Regions from separate parts of the Anas platyrhynchos genome. Here region 1 is linked to region 2. The links are chromatin contacts, called in public Hi-C maps. All regions are on one chromosome and are shown on one strand. Each heading gives the region's core, a stretch centred on a gene start, on an enhancer-like site or on the middle of the called end of the contact. The rest is flanking DNA. Distances are from core to core; before and after follow the strand shown.

Region 1 (7,473 bases), core at 2,130-4,629, 62 kb before region 2:
GCTGCTTTGCAGATCTGTTAACTTTTTAGCTGCTTATATGGTGCTTGCCACCATTGTGTTCACCATACAATAACCTGGAGAAGCCTGGCTGTATTTATGGTGATTTCCATTTGTCTCAGCTTCTACTTTAGAATGGGGCTAAGCCCCCATTTAATGGGGGAAGAGGATTCACATCTGCTTTAGGGGCCTGACTTTGGAGCTATAACTTTCTCTGGTATAGGTGCCTTGCTCACTCCTTTGACTGCACAGGAGACTTTGGCTCTTCTGAAGTGCATGTAAGTTCAATGCCTAATGTAGGTGTATGAACAATCTCCAGAGTCAATTGCCTCAGTCCAGATGAAAATTTCTGTGCCAGAGTTGGAGTTCAATCCAGATCTCTGTCAGTAATCCTAACGGGAACAAAAGACTTTTCTATATGTAATAGAAAATAGTACAGTTTAAACTGTGGCAGCCTTTTTTTGTAAGAAAGAAAATGCATAAGCCATAAATTAGGAGTTGAAAAAGGAGGAAAAAAAAAAAACTAATTCAGACTCAGGGAGTCCTCAGGCTGTAAGAAAAAGTGGTTCATGGTATTGCAGATGTGATGCCTAGCAGGACCTTTAAGTTTGCTTTATAGCAGTCATATTTGCTCCACATTGCTATACTGGAAGGAAGACTGTAAGAATCCAAAGTGGTTAACTTTGCAGTTGTGATGGTATGTGATACAGCAAGAGCCATGTGCATTGTGTTTATTAAGCTTGAGGTATTTCAATAAATGAGAGACCTGTTTGGAGTGACGTGCTCTGTTTCACTTCTTGTTTCCTGAATACATGTGAGTCTTTGGGACAGAGTCCAAAGAGCCAAGTCTATTTTTCACAACTATTCATCCATAGAACAAGTACAATAAAAAATGAAATAGGATTTTACTTGGTGATTTTACTACTTTCCTGAAAGAAGCTTTGTCTAAGCCTAAAAGGCCATTTGTATTGTTTCAAAAGATTTTTCTGAGACTTCTAGGTAAGGTATGAACTACAAGTAACTGCTCACAAGACTGAGGTATTTTCTAAGCCTACAGGTGAAGGGTTCTGGTCAAACTACTGACATGGTAGAAAGCTGCTTGGATCACACTCTTAAGCCTTGGGTAGTTACTGTCTAGTAATCTCATAAATAGCATGTAACTGCATTGTACGGTAGGGAACTAATCTTTTCCTTTGTGCATTTGGTGTGAAGCCCCAGCTTTTGACCTTTTTCATCTTCAGTAATAAACACTCAGGCCATACCTTTCTGTCCATTCTGGATACAGTAGATGCACAATTAAGATAGCAGGGTGTATTAAATCCTGTCGCCAGCTTTGTCAGCTGCTGAATCCCCAGTGTGCCTGGAAATACTACCAGAATAGCAGAAGCTTTATGCAAAAGCCATTGTGGAGCTTCTCTGCTTTGCTGGAGCAGGCATGGACATGGGAATTAAGAGCTGCTGTGCTGTTCCTGGCCTGCTATGTACAAGCACTGTATGACACGAAGTTGGAGAGGCATCAGTGGAAAGAAATGTGCAAAATAACACATTCTGAATGTGGAGTAGAACAGTGAGATGCTTGATCTAATAAGGAGCAGTGCAGTGATCAAGCTATGCTAGAAAGCTGGAGACAGTAGTCCCCATGCAGCTGGTGAATTGTGACTCACAGACCTGTCTGCATCTGAAGCAAATGCACGGTCCAGGGTGTTCACTCATGGATCTACAGCAGAGCCAGGGCACCTGTTTTTGCCTATGAGTAGAACCTAAACAGGACTTTGAATATACATTCAGACTTCATCTCAACCAGTAAGGCGTGATGATAGTAGGGTACACGTACAGTAGTGGTGCTTACTGTGTTCTAGCTCAATGGCCTTCTAACAGTACATAGTGATTTGGTATCAGGTAACACTGGCAGAAGCTCACACATCAGCTCCATCAACATGGAAGTGAGGCAGCATAGCACGTGGTGGTAAAACAGCCCTACTCCAATGGGGCCCCATAAGCAAAACAGTTTAATCAGCTTGGGAACAAACTAGTTTTGTATAAATTATGCTTTATGGTAAAGGTGCCATACAAATATTGGAAACACAAATACTTTATTAGCAGAAAGTTGCAAATGGTTCTCATAGGATATGAAAGGAATCTTGATGGAGGAATAGATTTTGTGATCGGTAATAAAGCATGGCTGTCAGTAGAAGATTGTACTGTAATTAAAGCATATATTTTGATGTCCTATAAAATACAAACCCATGTGGCAGTATTTCATGTCATGAGTGCTAATGGCCTCTCTTCTCTAAGTAGCTTATTTTCAGATAATTTTGTATAAATACAACATGGCTGAGATTGCTTCCCTGTAGTAAGACTTCACTGAAATCATCAATGGAATAAAAAATTAAGGTTGTATGAGCAGTAGTCAGGATGCCTAAGATGATTGCCTAAGTCTTATTTTCTGAGGATAGCAAGCTGAAAAATGCCTTTATTTCCTGATTTCCAGAGAAGTCAAAGTGGATGCAGGTAGTGGTAGAGGGTGTGAATCAGTTTTGCACAACTGAATTACAAAATTTGAATGAAAGAATTTTAGGATCTTTTCCTAATGGTTATTATTTTGAAAATTCATCCTGGTAAAGCTTTAGAACTAACAATTTACTTTGCTGGCAGTTTTCTCTCCCTGAGCATTGTTAGGAATTTATTAAAAAATCCTTAATTAAGCTTTCCTTCAATACTGGCTGGAGAGGTTTTTGGGGAAGCTTGGTTGGGACAGTGGAATGTTGGTATGAAAATATGTTGATTGGGAAAACATGTTAGCTCTGTTAAGTACTTTGTGTTTAGGCTGAAGCTTTTCGTCACAACAAAAATCAGAAGAGGAATGCGTGTGCGGGATGTGTCTCGCAGGATCCAGCAGACGTCGTGGCCCTCGGTTCTTGCTGCTTTACCCGGGACGTGAGGGCGGAGGCTCGTGTCCCCTGGGACTCGGCTCCAGAATCCGAGTCTCGGCGCTCCCCCTTTTCCTCCCGTGTCCCAGACCCACGCCCCCAGCCCTGAGAAGTTGCCGTGCCCCTCCGTGGGCTGCTGTCCCTGAGGTGCGGGGACTGTTTGCGGGGCCCGGCCCTGGAGAGGCCGCGGGCACCGGGGGGCGCTGTGGTAATGGCGGCTGCGGCCTGGCCGCCCGGCGGCGCCTCGGCGGGGGGAGCCCCGGGCTTGGCGTGCCGTGGCGCCGCTTGCTCGCCAGCGGGAGGAGGACTGGTTGTGCTCAGCTCCCCAGCCCCCTTCCCCGTCACTGTCCTCAATAAATTATGGGCTCTCTTCCCGGCACCCGTCTTCTCTAGACAGGGCTCAGCACGCACCGGGAGCTGCCTTATCTCTGTCACATTGGGGGGGGGGGGGGGAGAAGAGCAGGAGGGAGAAGGAAATTTCGCCCCTTCTGTTGAGAGATTAGTTTCAGCCTATTGACCCTGATTTTCCCTCGTCTCAACTTTTCTTTATTCTCCTAACCACTTGTTAGTGTTTTGCTGTTTACCTTGCGCAGCCTGGGGTAGGTGCTTGCGTCCTGTGCTCATGTGGAATCTATTTGAGACCCTTTGTGGGGCCTCATTCCAAACTATGTGCCCTTCAACCTAAGCTCCAGAGCAGCAGGCTTGATTTTTTTAAGAGACCCATTTAGAGTCCTGTAACACATGGGAGAGTTTGGCAGCATTGTTAGCTGAGTGAAAAAAGCTGGGGCTGTGTTGCTGAATTAAATACAGAAAGGATTTGCATGCACTTTGTCTCTTCTTCACCTTGTGCTAACAAGGAAACCTGAGTTGGAGGAGTGAAAACGTGTGAAATAAATGCTTTTTGGTGGCAAAGGCAAGGAGCTTGAAACCAGTTTCTGGAGAATAAGGATTTGCCATCTCTGATGCATGACGATCTGCTTTCTCGAGCCTGAATCAATACCCAGCAGGGCAAAGCTTGTAATGGAGCTCATCCTCCTGAGCACCAGCAGATGGGGCGCAGCGCCGATGGCTTTGGCCGCCTTGGAGCTGCAGGCAGTCACCGAGGTAAGCTCTGCTTGCAGTCCTCGATTTGCTTGGACTTCACGCTGCAGGATAAACAGTAAGGCTGCAAAATTCTGTAATTTTCCTTAAGGGACTTAAGAATATTTTTCTGTGACATAATCTGCAGGCAAAACGCTGATTTTTTACATTTTAGCTGATAGGCACTATTGTTTCTACAACTTCTTGAGAATTCAGCGTAGTTGTTAGGGATTAGTTGGAACAATGTCTGTAGGGCAGATGAACAATTTATGTCAATCTCCCTTTTGGCAGATTTGAAATATGTTATAGGAAAAAATCAATCCTTGCATAATCCCAGTAAAACAGAAATCATGTATCACATCTGGAGGCTTAACATCTGATTGTAACTCTATACATAAACAGAAATCATCTTTTAGAAGAAAATTTTCAGTCCCAGAGCGTGAATGAGTTACAAATGCATTTTTCACATTCTTATTGTGAAATGGAGGTCAGGTTAAAATATAGTCAGAGGACTGAAATTAATTTCTTGAATATAGGTCTTCATCCATTAGATTAGTGTATGTCACAAGTTTTTAGTTTCACTGCATTCAACAATGTGAATTCATTGAGTTCAACAGCACAGTCTCACACTGGCAGAACATCTGAACCTATTTCTAAAATGCCACAGATAGAGTCTTTGAAGGCCATACCAGAGCTGTCTCCAGCAAATAACTTATGATTGCCTGAATAATAGCACACATTATAATAATGTTACTGTTTCAGTAAACTTGAAGTCTAAAGAGGGAGCAAAATCTGTATTTACTTGGAAGGACTTTCTCTTGAAGATGAAGTATCAGAGACTGAAAACAAATTTAAGGATTAAGAGAAGTCTACACATAGATCAGAAAAGGTCACTGCTATCGCATCGTTACTAAGACACAAGGAAATTGTGTCTCCTGTATCTCCATCGGGTTTCTTTTCTGAATAGCAAAGAACTAAAATCATCTGAACAAGCTAATAAAGTCATCCAGGAAGTTGAGCTCACTTCCAATATTAGAATAAATGCTGTACCTACAAAAGAGGTGAGTTCATAGGAAACTGATGGCAAACTCTGTTTCCCTAAATATTCAAAGCTTTGTTCGTCATTTTCAAAAAGCACAAAGAGAAACAATGTCTTAGAATTAAATCAAGACCTCCATCTTTTACCCCTAAAATATTTTTAGCAAATTTAAAATGCTGGGATTCAAGCCTGCTAGCTTTTATTCTGTCCAGTGATTGCCTACGGTCAAAGGAAGATCATTTAGAGGACACTGTTCTAACCAGTGGGTCTTTGAATTGCATCATACTTGCGTGAAGGATGATGTCCTTATCATATTACTCAAAGAGTTCTTAAGTTGTGGAGTAAATAGTATAATAATGCAATAATAATTATCAGTAGGTGTCTGTTTGGAAGGAAAACGACATTGTAACTAGCATTCTTCCCAGAAAATGAGGGATATTCTGTTGGCTCAGTTTTGCATCTAGTCAAGTGGATTTTGTCATGTCAAGTGGTTAGTAGAGAACAGGACCTCAAATGTAGATGGAGATAAATCACAGCTACTACATTCAGGCTGGAAGCATGGTGTATGTTATACTCAGATTTCGACTTAGCCCATTTTAAACCAAAGAGCTTGTTAGGAAAACGTGTTTGCACACATCCATTAGCCACAAAACATCCATGGGTCAGACCTGGAGCTTAGGTACATAATGCATCTTTGGTAGCAGAAAAAATCAATGGTAGGTTAAGTTTCCTCACATTTAAGGGCAAGAGGATAACAAAGGATAGTATAACTTAAATGAGTAAAAGACCAGTTTTTTAAGTGTATGTAGTAAGTGGAGTGGAAAGTATTCCTACCCTCTTTCTCTGAAATCCATTGTTAAAGAGTTCTGCATTTCTAATTTTTTCCTACTATGCAAGCCTTTTGTGAAGTTTCAGTGATTACCCTGGCTGGCTAATTCTGTTCTGAGACTGTAATGCATTACACCGCTTCTGTACAACAGGAAAGGGAACTTCCTCTTTAACGCTACGTATTACCAAGCTAAGTAAGGAGAATTTCTGACTGGGCGGAGTTTTCCTCTGAGCAGCCTAGATAAAGGCTTGCAGGACTTAGAGTCTCAGACAGCAATCAGCATGAACTGCAGCGTGCCGGACGGAGTGCTGCACTGCTACGCAATGGACAGACAGCAGGACAGGCTGTGCCTTCAGTTTCTTTGGGACTTTGTCACAGCAAAAAAGCCATTGATCAATTCACCGTTTTTTCCAGTGCTGTTTTCTTTTACAGCATACATGGCTTTCTGTCTTCCATATATTGCACTGGACTTTTTCAGCACTAGACTGCCAAACTTGAGAAAATACAAAATCCAGCCGCAGAACTATCCAACTCTTGGAATGATGGTGCCTTGCATTATTCAGAGTGCGTATCACCATGTGGTTTGGATTTTCCCCGTGACATTTCTTCACTGGTACTGGAAACCAGTGAATCTACCGGTGATAGCTCCAGAGCTGCCCGAGGTCCTGCTGCAAGTAGTAATTTGCCTGCTGCTGTTTGATTTTGAGTATTTCCTGTGGCATTTGCTTCACCACAGAGTGCCGTGGCTCTACAAGACCTTCCACAAGGTGCATCACAAGCACATATCAACATTTGCTCTTACTACACAGTATTCCAGTGTGTGGGAACTGCTGTCACTGGGATTCTTCGCTGCCATCAATCCGTTGCTCCTTGGATGTCATCCTTTGACAGAAATGATTTTCTTCCTTGTAAACATCTGGCTGTCAGTGGAGGACCATTCAGGTTATGACCTTCCGTGGTCAACTCACCGACTTGTGCCATTTGGTTGGTATGGAGGAGCACCGCATCACGATCTCCATCATCTGAAATTCAAGTCAAACTATGCTCCTTACTTCACCCACTGGGACAGACTCTTTGGGACATTCACAGAGTCACATTCTAGTTAAGAATATTTGCCTGTGGATGAACTCTTTTTTTTTTTTTATGATAAACTAAACTGGGACATTAATTTTTCAATGACATACAGAAGATTGTATATTTGAAGCTACTTATAAAGTCCATAGCTATTTATAACAAATCATTTTAATATATATGTATTTGTATGCATACATGGAACTTCCTATGTTATATGACTGTAAAGCCATAGTAAATATATTACTTAAATTTGTTTGAGTCATAGGTGTAAGGGAAGCATTAAGAGATGTACGTTCTCTCTTCTTTCCTTCTTTTCAGCTTTCATAAAGCATGTATTGTATTATGTATGATGTTTTATACATACACCAGAAAAAATTATCTTACTGCTGTAAGATGTAAACAGAGAAGGTACACAGCATGGATTTTGTGGAGTTTAACCTGCCAGAGCATATTATTGTACACTGATATTGTAAAAAAAAAAAAAAAAAAAAAAAATGCTGCCAAACAAAGCTAGTTTTCTGACT
Region 2 (6,710 bases), core at 2,127-4,626:
ATTTCTTTCCCTGTTCGACGGAAGTTCCTTACACCAGCATGCCTGAAGTCAGGGAAAGGCTTTTGGGTGCTGGAGGGAGATCTGAACAAAGCTCCTGAAGAAGGCCCTTTCTCAGGAAAAAACGTCTCAGTGAGGGAGCTCTGTACCTTGCATGCAAGATAGAGCTTGCTTGCTAAATGCACGTAAATAGAGCCAACAAAAAGCATAATACCTGGAGTATTTTGCAAGCTCTGATGTCTCCATGGTACAGAATTGTGTATTTTTAAGCAGTCACGATTGTTCCAGTTTTTATGATTGAAGCAACAGCCACAGATCCTGTAATATATAAAAAAATCTTGGCAGCAGGGTCCCTGCGGTTGTTATTCCCAAAGTTTCTATAGCTAGAACAGAAGTTAAAACTGCATTTAATGTATATTTATTCAAAATGATAGGCTACCTTACAAGTCTGGAAGAGAAGGAAGACAAGACCATTTACAACAGCATGCTGGAGCAATTAAGGGCATCATTCATCAGCCAGTTTCTTCAGGAAGCCTCTGAGCTGTCACCACCCACCCTTCTCCCCCATCCGCACCAGCAGCGCTGGTACTCGGTTACGGTGACACAGAGACTGCCCTTATGGGGCCAACTTTCAGGCCGGCCATCCCTCCTTTCCTTGGCTTTTTTCAGCCTTATCTGTGTGATCTTGGCACTTGGGTGAGCCATGGTCGAGCGCAGGCCTAACTCGTGGCTGTGTTGTGGGAGCGTTTCTGAGTCCCGCTGCACCGCACGTTCATGCTGGCACAGGTAGCACGTTCATGCTGGCACAGGTAGCACGTTCATGCCGCACGTACGTCAGTAGCGCTGCCAGTTCCAGACTTCCAGCCCGGATGTTTCATCCTTACAGCTTTTTTCCATGTGTTATTAAGCTTAAAGCCGGTGGTGCCAGGTCGTTGGCTGTGCTGCTGCAGAGCTGGACCCAGCAGCGTGGGCCCCTCTGCAGCCCCTTGCTCCTGGCAGGCTGAGGCAGGCTGTGCTCCTCCTCAGAGCCTTGCAGGAGCCCCTGGACATCACCTCCGTGGAGGTATCTTCAGGAGGAGCTGGAGCAAGCTCTGCCCTGCCCGGACAAGGCTCCAGGACCGAGTCCCTCCTGTCCCCTCCGTGGGGAACAGCCCGTGGGGCCGAGCCCAGCAGCAGGGGACACGCGTGGGCTGTGCGGGGGCCGGCTGCCGCCTGCTGGGCTCTGGTGGCCCTGCACCGCCAGGAGCGGACACACACACCGGGCAGAAACCTGCCCTTTTAATGCGGTTTTAATGCCTCCAGCCCCTTTGAGATCGGCCCGCATCACAGCCACCGTGCCCCACCGACTGCTGTGACAGCCGCAGTCCCGGTCAGAAGAGCGGGGGTGCTGGCAGGATGGTGCGTCCGAGCAAGCCTGGGGGGCATAAAGTATTTCTGACAGTTTCAGCTATCCCAGGGGTATGTCCGGAGAGGGATATTGGCATAGCATGCAGGAAGGACCAGGAAAATGGGAAGATAAAACGTGAGATGTTCACATCTGACAAACGCACCGATTGCCAAGGTGCAGTGGCAGAGGGGAGGCTGTGTGCTGGCCCTCCAGGGACTGCACCTTCAGCTCCCTCCTGCCATGGCTTTCAGTCACTTCCTCCTCCCGTGTTTGTTTAGGACCCTCTTTTCAGGATGCCTGCAATCACAGACATTTTTTTGCTGGTTGTCTGCAATGAAAAATAGCACGTTGTCACAGTTGCTGGCTACAGGAGGAGCAAGACCTCTGTTTAGGCTATGGGAAAGGGCCCTCTAGCACTGTCTGCCTTAAAAGTCATGCTTGCAGCTTGGAAATGAACTAAAACCACAGAAAAGCTCTCCAGAAAATACTGCTTGTACATTAAGTTTTGTCATTGTTCCCACATCCCTTTTAATCCTCAACCACAGCTTCGTACTGGAGGCTAGATATGCACAGAGGGCATTTTTCGTCTCGGTAGCAGTGGGATAGCAGGAATGTAAGCTTCCCTTTCAAGTCCAAAATCAAAGTATTGACAAACAGTAAGAGAGGGATGTGAGTTTTGAGGTTGTATCTTCCCTCAAAAAAGAAATCTGTCCAACTCAGGGACTTTTCCCAATACAGTTTTGTTTTTCTCACAGATTTGTTTGTATTGTTTTCCTTCCCTCCTCTCCATACAGGAAATAAGCCTACAGCTCTCTCATGCTTTAATATGCTTGTCATGCTGTCTGCAAAGACACATTTTGGATTGTTTGTGTTCTGCTCTTCACTTCTCAGCAATGCCTTTTCATGAACTGGCAGCTTGCAGTACAACTTTAGCAGTTTCACAGTGTAGCAGTACTGCAAATGGAACTGTCTTGGACCTCTCATGCCTTCCCCTGGTGTCACACTGCCACAGTGATCTGGTTGCTGTCCTCTTGCAGGTGCCAAGCTTGCTTGCAGGAGCTATTCTGTGGTTCCCAGTGTGGGTGAGGATGGGGTGGGTGCACACAGAGAAGGAGCATGTGGGGCTTCTGGGCAACCCTGGCTCTTGTATGGTCATTTACAGTCTGCAGGGGACTGAACCTAGATCATCCCTCAGGCCTTTTATTCCTATGATACGGTTCCTCTATTGCTGCTATTTTAAAATAACAAATGTTCTTTTCTTTTTTTTTTTTTCTTTTTCTTTTTCTTTTTTCCTCTTTAAGTCATAATGCAAGTGTTTAGCACAGTTTTTATTTCCTGAAGACAGAGCTTCCCCTTTCAAATCTGCTTTTCAAAAATGTGTCAACTCATTCCCTGGAAAAGTTTTTGTTTCAGTTTCCATTTGCTTTTCTGATGCTGGGTTTCCATAGAGTAGGAGAGTTTCATTTGTCAAAGACATTTCTGTTGCTTTCTTTTTCTCTTTCTTGTTTTTGTTTTTGTTATCCTACCTAAGGCTGAGAAAAGAGTTACTTTACATGGCTGTCTGCTTACCCAGCCTTGTCACAGGGGAGAAAGAGGCTAGTCATTTAGTCATTGTATGCCCTGCAAGTATGGAGATTGCAGGGCATGGGGTAAAGATACCAGAAAGGTTTCAGCAGGCACCTAAGGTGGCAGCAGCCTTCTCAGCAGCATGGCACTCCATGCACTTTCTGAGAGGGAATGGTGAGAGCAAAAGGTGAAACTGCTAACATAACCTGCTCAGAATTATTTCCCTGTGCAGCCCAAGTTTGAGGCCAGAAGCAGGAGGAAATGGAAATCTGGGTGTGCTAACATGCCTCAGCAGAACTAGATTGCTTCTGGTCCAGTTACTTTGAGCTCGATCAGATGGCTTTGCACCACAACATAGACCATACACATTGCTTTGAAAAACCAGCTGCACAGCATCATCAGTCATTTTATTTGTTGCACAATGTTCTGGTTAAGAAAAAAAAAAGCAACGTATGCTAACCACTAGTGTTCATGGCAGCTGGGGTTCAGTCTTACAGAGGTCTACTAAGGAGAAAATGACTCATTGCTCAGGGACTTTTATTTTTATTTTTTTTATCCATCCACATTGTACTGAGGTTGGGGAATTCCAGTGTGTTGAAACAAAAAATTCACGTTTTATTTCACTACCACAAACTCATGAGATTTGCTGCATCCATTTTGAGATTTGTCTTGTTCAGCCCAGTTACATTAACTGACGCTGAAGTCCTAACAATCTTGGTTTCTGGTGGCCAGATCCCTCGCTATAAGGGATGAAGCCAGATGCCAAGAAAACCCAGTGCTCGCGTCAAGCAAATGCCAACATACCTTTAAGTGACATTTATGCCTTCCTAGGTGGGACATGGTGCAGGGAGCAGTCTGTCTACCAGGGGCTGTGAGAGAATGGAGCTTTCCTTCCTTCCTTTCTCAGCTGTATTTCTGCACAACCGCAGCCGAGGAAGTCAATATGGCACAGCCTATGCCAGTGCTGTGCTGCTTTGCCAAAAGGCAGACATTTTATTCTGTCACAATAATTTATTGCTGTATATGTGGAGTCTGGCCAAAAGACAGCAGTGAGCAGCACGCTGTCCCAGCATGTTAGATCACAAGGCACAATGCTGTGCCTTAATCAGCTCCTGCAGTTAGTCCATAGATGCCCAACTCAGGTGCATAGGTGCATAGATATTAAACTGTCCAGCTACAGCTTCCTGAATGTTCTCCTTTGAAAAGCAGCACAGTGTAGGGATTTTGGCAGCATAGCCAGCAAATCAGTGTAATGTTAATTTGTTAGGTCATGTAGAAAATGCAGAAAGATTAGAAGCAAGAGGCTGCAAAGCTGGCGGGAAGGTTTTTCCAAGCACTTAGCATCTATGTGGTGTTTGAGAACTGAGGAAGAGCTGTGCATCCTGAACCAGGTCATGGCTTGGCAACAGAATAGGCTCAGTGGCTTTTGCACAGTCCACAAGTCTATAAAAGTCTAACAGGTTTTGAAGCTACTAACGTAAACCCTGCTTTTCATTTCAACTTAGTACAACACACAGAACCATGGCTGCATTTCCATCTGTTTTCAAGGGCTGGGTGCTGCCCTGGCAGGCACATTGCTCCTGCCAGCAGCATGACCTCTGGGAGCAGCCCTGCTGCAGCTGTGGACATGCAGCATTGCCCTGGGGTTGATTCCAAGCACCTGCTGGCATGCCTGTCCTGGCCTTTCCGCACCCTGGGGCCAGGTGGCAGCAATTGGACTTGTCCACACACCCCACCTGACAACACTTGCTCAGCCAGGAGCAGCCTCAGGCAGGTCTTCTTGTGTTTTGGCTGATGCTTGGCACTTAACTGGAGATTCCCTCCTAGGGAATGGATGGAAGAGCCAAAGAAAAGGTTATCCTGTTAACAGGTGGATCTAGGAAAAAAAAAAAAAATAAATCAGGTTGTTCTAGGATGGTCTCCTTTTCTGCCAAAAGGTTTTGTGAGACTTTGCATGAATTGGTGTGGGAGCAGGAAAGGCTTTAACTACAAAGTAGCTCAGTACTGCTAGTCTTTGAATTGAGGAGCCCTCTTGAGATCTGTGATGAAAGACAGGTATGTTCTGTTTTTTTTTTTTTTTTTTTTTTTTTTTTTTTTTTTTTTTCCCTTCTTCCCCAGGAGAATGATCTCCCTTTTTCACAGAATTTCTGGGTTGGAAGAGACCTCAAGATCATCAAGTCCAACCTCTGACCTAACGCTAACAGTCCCCACTAAACCATATCCCTAAGCTCTACATCTAAACATCTTTTAAAGACTTCCAGGGATGGTGACTCCGCTACTTCCCTGGGCAGCCTGTTCCAGTGTCTAACAACCCTTTTGGTAAAGAAGTTCTTCCTAATATCTAACCTAAAACTCCCCTTTTTGATTTACTGATTTGAATAAAATAAAACTTAAAGATGATATGTATAGATTACCTTGTAAGAAGGAAAAGAGAAGTCATGTGCTACTTGGATTTATTTATTTTATTAATGGTATTTTCATTGTACCAGTTCCTGCATTAGAAAAGATAATGTTGGCTGTTGCATGACTGGGTCTGGAGACTTTTACAGCTGGTGCAGGTTGCCTTCAAAAATCCATGTTTTTGTTGTGCTACACCAGCTCCTGTTTCTGCTTCCTTCAAGGGTTTTAACATCAAAATAGGCTTGAAGTCAGTGCAGATAATAAGGGAAATAATACTTTTACTTAACACTGGGGGATTTGACATAGAAAACTGATATAAATATACACACACAGGTGCTTTCACACAAGGAAGAAATCACATTTACAACAGGGCAAAATGTGATTATATATTAATACTACATCGTACATTGCATAAACTCTTAACACTGGTGTTTTTACCTTCAAAAATGCAACTTTCCAGAACTTTAATGTAAGAAATCCATTGATTTGCATGCAGGACCACACATTTGGACTAAACCTTTCTGCCAATGACTAGTATTTTCTTTTTGTAGCAAGTCCTATAGTAGAAATCTTTGATTGCTACTGTTATTAACTAAGCCAGAACACTTATCCTCCCAGTTCTTAACAATCAAAATCAACAGGTAAGACTCTTTTAAAGGAAACACACCTCCACAAAAATCATAATTATTCCTCGTTTGTATTATAACTACCTTGAAACCTTCACACCTTAAAAGCCAAAAATGGCATTTAAAAGGTTTGTTAGCTGTAATACTTAAAAAATACTACTTCAGTCAGAAATAATTTTCAAATGACTCCATGCTATGTCTCCTCCAAACTATCAGAATAGGTTTTACTTAGCTCAGCATTATCATGATAGGATTTCTCATCTTCCTGATGACAGGCTTTGCTTTGCTCAATATCATCATTATAAGATTGTCCGCCTTCCTGATTGCTAGAAACAACTGTCTTCAGCTTTTCCTCAATTTTATCAGCTACAGCACGCATTTTTAACATTCTCAGGCTGCTTAGTAGGGTTCCATAGGCTCCTTTCATCCCATGACTTTGATACCAGGCTTGAAACAGCTTAATCTTCTGTTCAAATGCATCATTAATGTTGTCCTGCAAAACTTGATCAATGACAGGATCTGATATTTGTCGATAACGGACAAACTTCTTGACTTGTTGGAGTGTCATCTCCTCCACAATAATAGGGATATGTCTGCTCAGGTCAACATCTAGAAGCATAAAAGGAAATGAATGCTCTTGGCACTGAAATCTTACTGTTCTTTGCTTGTTTAAGCACCTATGCTTAGAGTTGATACTTTTTCTATACAAAACAGGCCAAGTTTCAGGTATTCAT

The links. A called contact is a pair of places that touch in the nucleus more often than the background predicts.
Region 1: a Hi-C map of subcutaneous adipose tissue shows a contact between it and region 2, with 3 times the contacts expected there. The contact joins the promoter of CH25H here to the enhancer-like site in region 2. A contact is called at or near these places in 5 of 8 Hi-C or Micro-C datasets (F5 follicle, liver, skeletal muscle and 1 more).

Annotation. Positions count from the first base shown.
Region 1 is chr6:23,362,622-23,370,094 of IASCAAS_PekinDuck_T2T, reverse strand. It overlaps CH25H (cholesterol 25-hydroxylase), which reads left to right and starts at 3,379. Exons shown (of 2, transcript XM_072039573.1): 1 at 3,379-4,031; 2 at 5,944-7,473. The coding sequence starts at 6,157. The coding sequence ends at 6,981. It overlaps LIPA (lipase A, lysosomal acid type), which reads left to right. Exons shown (of 9, transcript XM_005029426.4): 9 at 1-772.
Region 2 is chr6:23,301,872-23,308,581 of IASCAAS_PekinDuck_T2T, reverse strand. FAS (Fas cell surface death receptor) reads right to left here. Exons shown (of 9, transcript XM_027459847.3): 9 at 5,395-6,585. The coding sequence ends at 6,170. Among named protein-coding and RNA genes, the nearest start is that of FAS, 16 kb to the right of the region's middle. Within about 2 kb of position 3,376, at least 3 of the 8 cell types and tissues checked have an H3K27ac peak or open chromatin away from gene starts, as enhancers often do. A contact at or near this core is called in subcutaneous adipose tissue, where this site is marked.